Linked DNA regions of Rattus norvegicus: region 1 is linked to region 2. The links are chromatin contacts, called in public Hi-C maps. All regions are on one chromosome and are shown on one strand. The core of a region is the stretch at or near the end of the contact, and the rest is flanking DNA. Distances in the headings are between cores, read along the strand shown. Region 1 holds the start of Dlx1 (distal-less homeobox 1). Region 2 holds the start of Gad1 (glutamate decarboxylase 1).

What was found. A called contact is a pair of places that touch in the nucleus more often than the background predicts.
Region 1: a contact with region 2 is called in a Hi-C map of frontal cortex, with 6 times the contacts expected there. The contact joins the promoter of Dlx1 here to the promoter of Gad1 in region 2. A contact is called at or near these places in 2 of 12 Hi-C or Micro-C datasets (frontal cortex and prefrontal cortex).

What each region holds. Positions count from the first base shown.
Region 1 is chr3:76,762,376-76,765,145 of GRCr8, reverse strand. Dlx1 (distal-less homeobox 1) reads right to left here and starts at 1,282. Exons shown (of 3, transcript NM_001100531.1): 1 at 421-1,282. The coding sequence starts at 733. It overlaps LOC108350393 (a long non-coding RNA gene), which reads left to right. Exons shown (of 4, transcript XR_005502194.2): 2 at 2,765-2,770.
Region 2 is chr3:75,776,176-75,778,875 of GRCr8, reverse strand. Gad1 (glutamate decarboxylase 1) reads right to left here and starts at 1,424. Exons shown (of 17, transcript NM_017007.2): 1 at 1,312-1,424.

The DNA.
Region 1 (2,770 bases), core at 33-2,532, 990 kb before region 2:
GCTATTTTTTGCAGGCGGTAGTTGAGGTTTAATTACCCTTAATTGCATACATTGTTTATAGCGCTACGCAATAAATAATTACCGAGACTAATACGTGCACATGTGGTTTTCTGTTTTCCAGCAGGGCATTGTGTGCTCGACGCACCGAGCGGCCCAGAGGCCCAGACAGTGCCAGGAGACGCGCTCGGATTTATCCTTTGCTGGACAGTTGTAAATTGAATTGACTTATATTTTTTTTTCTTTTCAGTGACAAGGATCCACAGATTGATATCCGAAACCTCTACTACTTCCGCGCTTTCCCCACCCCCACCCACCTCTCTCTACCCCACACTCTCTTGTCTTCTCTCTTTCCCCCTCCCCTTCTCCCCCTCTTTCCCATTCTCCTTCCCTTCTCTCCTTGTCCCTGGCAAGCGCACGTACCTGGGTCCTCCAGGCGGCTCTGGGCGAGGCTGGCGCTGCCGGGGTAGGACTGCACGGAACTGATGTAGGGGCTGGACGCGTGGCTGCTGACCGAGTTGACGTAGGGGTAGCCCAGCGGTCGGGAGAAGGATGAGGCCGAACTGTAGGCACCGTCGGGCTGCGAATGGCCCGCCGAGTGTAAACAGTGCATGGAGTAGTGCCCGTGGGACATGGGAGAAGGAGACATTTGCTGGTTGGGCGGCCCAAACTCCATAAACACAGCCTTGCCCGACACCGGGCTGTTGAGACTTTCTGGCATGGTGGTCATGGTCATCTCTTCTCGCGGGGTCTGGGTGTGGGTCTTTTTCTCCTCTGCTTCCCTTTTGGGGGTCTCTATGTTTCTCAGGACAGGAAGGAACCCAATTTAAGCGGAACAGGGGTTTTCACTTTCCATTCATAAGAAAATGGAGTTTGTCTCTTTGAAAAGTCTAAGCATGATGCTGCCGAGCTCCCCAAACTCGGTTCAAAGCTTTGACTCAGCCAAGGTCATAAATATTCATGAGCTGGTGGAGCTGATTGGTCGGCTCTCTTGCATAATCACCGGGGATTGGTCCGAGAAGCTCCGGCTCTGCTGGACTAGAGCGGGCGACGCGGCCGGGCCTGGGGAGAGTCGGGTCCACACGTCCCGGCCGGGGCTCCTCTGCAACAGAGCGCGCGGAACGGGACGCACAATGGGCTGCGGCGTCCGCGCTGGGACCTCGAAGGCGCGCGACTCCAGCCTCCCGCCTCCCTCGCGCGCTTCCCGCCCCAGAAACCAACCAGCCGCGCCCTGCCGTCGCCCTCCCCCTTGCTGTCCCCACCCTTCGCCCGCCCCCAACGCCTGGGACCCCGGACCACTTCTCCAGGTCACCTAGTCCGGTGCGGAGCGCCGCTCCAGAGTCCGGCCGCGGTCTCTGGATCGCGGAGTCGCGCACTGGGCGACAACCCAGGTAGCCTGCAGCCAGCGGTCCTTCTGAGCGTCCTGTGCCTAGCTCAGCGCTCTCCAGGCCGCGCCTCCCAGGTTGGGGTTCTCTCGGCCACATCCCGGGGATCTGGGTTTGGGGGCCCTCTGGCCCAACTCACTCACTCGGCCGCTGCCCCGCCGTTGCCACCGTTCCCAGGGGCTTGCTCGCATTTCTCCAGGCCCAGCTGGTCACTCCAGCTCGAGGCTGCACGGGTATGATCAAAGCAGTGCGCGTGGAGAGCCAGGAACCCGCGCTTCTCCACCCAGGAAAGGCGGCCGTACCGCCTCTCCCCCCTCCTCCCTTCCCTCCCAACCTTCCTGCTTCCCCCTCCCCTCTCTACTTCCCTTGAGCCACGCACCCCGGGCTCACTCGCCCCGAGGGCGCGGCTTAGTGTGGAGTCCAGGGGGCCTACGGTCCCCTGGTGGCTGGAGCGTCGAATGCCTGCCAGGTGGTCATTTTCCGATCTCCTGGGGTCTGGCCAGAGTACTTGAGGTTTGGGAGTCCTAGCGGGACACCGAGACCCTCAGAAAATCCAGATATGTGGTAGCTAAAATAATTGTGTTTAGATATACCCCTCTCTGTCGCCCAGTCTCTTCCTCACCTCCAGTGGCCAAAGCTGGAGCCTCGGGGCCCGGGGCTGAGGTGGGGAAGCTGATGAAGGAAAGAGCTGCCAAGGCGCGGTCTACCTTCTGGGTGCAAGTGTTGCAAAGTGCACAAAAGGCTCGCTCGCCCCCACCCACCACTACTACCACACAGCCACCTTGCGTGGCAGCAAACTACGTTGGTTGCTAGGGATTGTTGGTTCCCAATCCCGCCAGCCCCACGATGAATCCCAAATTACTTTGTTAGGTAATTAGAAAGTGTTGATAATTATTTCTTTCATAATTTAGCGGTGTGACGGGGACGGGGGAAATGATCTTGTGAAAGTTCACACGTGCACACGTATTAGTTACTGATTCATTTGATTAAATGGTAGTCTCAAGTGCTCAGATCCGCAGCTGAAGGCGCGCCATTAGCATAACACTGATGTTTAATTTTCATACGCATAATTAGCCATATATTTAACACTAATAGCAACATGCAGCCTTTCAGCGTTAAACAGCCCGGGATTTGATCTGGCCTGAGCTGAACCTTCGCCGCGGCACCTTCCCCTATCTGGAGAGCACAGTGATCACAGAAAGACCTCTGTAATCAAGCACATTTTGGCAGAGGGAACACCAATAAAAATGAACATTCAAAACAAATTACATCGGTGATGTCGTTACAGATATGAGTACAGGGAATTCTCATATTCATTTTCTCTCTCTCTCTCTCTCTCTCTCTCTCTCTCTCTCTCTCTCTCTCTCTCTTAACTTCTTCAGCAGCGG
Region 2 (2,700 bases), core at 175-2,674:
GGGAGGGGGTGGGGAGGCGCTCGCTAGCTCCCGGACTGGGGCGCAGGCACAGAAGCCCCGGGCGACTCTCAAGTCTAGAGGCGCAACGGGGTGCCCCGAGTGAGGCTTACAGCTAAGGGGCGCCGGAGGCGGGTGCAGGACGCGAGGGATGGGGTAAGGATAGGACTAGGAGCACTAGGGAGCACTCATCGAGCGAATTCCAGCCCAGCTGAGACAAGCCCCATTGGGCTCCCAGCAGCCTGGCGGACAGGCAGAAGGGGAGGGGGGAGGGCGTGCGGGGCGGGCACGTCTGGTTCGGTGTCTGGTTCCCGTTGTTGTGTCTGGCTAATTCCTTGGAAAGAAGGAGGCTCACTGCGCCGGGGACAGGGACTTTGGTGAGACAAGGTGAGAGGAAAAAGCCGCCCCCCCACCCCAGGACTTGACCCGCTAAGAACCAGTCACCTTGCACTCCAGACAACCAAAAGGCTGCGTGTTGGAGCCTTCCTAATCAGATTATAGTCCCACCTCGTTTCTTGCTTTCTCAACCCTAGGGCGAGGCTCCGTCCCAGATTCACTGCTTCTACTCTACCTAGTCCCCAGAGTTCGTTTCACTGAGCCAGAGAAGGTGACGGAGGGTAAAAAGGAGAACGTCACCCGGTGGCCAACTTGCGCCCAGGGCGCAAGAGACCTCGGGTATAAGAGTGCGCGGCTCCCCTATTTGGTGCTTGTTCGTGGACAGAGTGAGGGAGAGGGAGGAGAGGGCGAGAGGGAAAAGGAGGAAGAGATGGGGAGAAGGAGCGGGAGAAAGAATGAGAGGAGCGGGAGGAGAGCACTAATCTGGGTAAATCTAAGACCCCGCAGAGCGCAGCCCACCAGCCGCCTTTTGCGCGTCGTCCCTCGGGCAGAGCATCTGTCCCCCCCCCCCCGCGCGCTCTCGCAGCTCGGCGGGCGGCAGTGGAACGCGGGTGCTGGGGAAGTAACAGGTTATCGCTCCTCGCACCTTCTGCCGCTGCTACCCAGGCGCGTATCCGAGAGCCGTGAGCTCCGATCCCCGAAGCGCAAGCAAAAATGGCTCTGGTGTCACTTCAGCCCCTATGTGTCCTCTCGAATGAAATTGATAAGCAAGAGCGAGGAGGGACAGGGCTGGGGGCCGCCAAACCCCAGCTGCGACAGGACTGGAGGGAAGCACTCGGTTGTGGAAGGTGGGCGACAGGCGCGTGCCGGTGGGGTGGGGTAACGGGCTGGACAAGAAGCCGCAGGCTGAGAGCACCGAGTTGAATAACCAAGGCTGGGCTCTGGCAAGTCCGGGCGATCCGGTAGGTATTTACCTACCTCGATTCAGCCACAGGGAGCTGGACCCTCCCGCGACTCCTCCGCGAAGCGTCCCCCGCTTGGCTTTGCTCTGCCACAGACGTACGTGCTGGGTGTCACCCCGGGGCTGCTTCCTTGCTTGCAGGATCCCTGGTCCGGCACGCGAGAGCCTGAAGAAGAGAGAGATCCGGAGAGGCGGCCGCTGGGCTTGGGGGAGGCGGGGGCGGAGTGGGGAGGCGGGGACCCGCTCGGCGGGGGGAATCACGAGGCCGCTGCTCGCGGGGGCAGCTCGTCCGCGCAGCGCTGGGGCTCCTTTGCAGGTGTCTGACTGCCTCTGGCGCTTTATAGGGCGATGATAAAGCCAGCTCATGGGTTTGCGACCAGAAAGGGGGGGGGGGGGGACAAAGTCCCATGAGTAATCCAGAACGCACTGGGCACGCTCTGTTTTTTGTTTTTTTCCCAATTATTTTTGAGATAAGCAATGTTGGGTGACAGCAGGGAAAAGATCATTCTTACGAAGAATTTTGTCTCACTGGGTGATTCTTCTTTCTCTTCCTTTTTGCCCTCCTTCCCGTATCTTGGAGGAGATTAGAATATTTGCTTTGCCTTAATCAATTTCCCGTGATTGCCCTGGACTGGCAATCCAGAAGGTTTTCTCTGGGTGGTGTCATGGGGAGCGCTCTACTGAGCCAATGTGGCTGTACAGGCAAAGCAGAGCTGACCACCCAGACCGTGGAGTTTCTGCACTCCAGTATCTTCATCCAGTTCATCTCCAAACTACCTCGTTCGAACACAGCTACCTGGTACCAAAAGAGGAAAGGGGTCTATTTCCCTTTCTCTGAGCCCTCTCCCTTGAGAGGGGGAAAAGAAATCTCTGTGATTGATCATGTCTGAAGGTTAATAACATGCACGAGTGCCGCTCCACACGCCTGGGGAACCGGAGCGTGGAGGTGGCTCCGGGAAGCCAGGACCGCACTCCTTGTCTTGGCCCACTCTCCGCGCTTCTTTTCAGTTTCACGGTGTTTAATGATTCTCTTTTGGCAGTATTTAAGCACCTTACTGAGTGAGCGGGGTGAAGTCCCCCACCATAAAAAAGGCGGTTTCGGCAAATTTTCCACCAGAGGGCGCCAAACACACAGAGACCCCGTGCTGGCTGCCTTTTCCCTGGTGCGCCCCACACATCACCTGGAGATGCCCACAAGGCTCTGTAATCGCAGCTACCTCCTGGCTTTCCTTTTCTCTCCCTCCGTTTCTTATTCTTTGAGGGAAAAACAAACTGAATTTTTGGGTCTGTCTGAGTGATGGGAAGTACTCTACGATCGCTTTCTCGTTTTCATAGTGATTTCTCTCAAATTGTGGCGCAGCAGACGGGTTTATTATTGTGCACCTCTGGGTCTTCGATGGTTTATC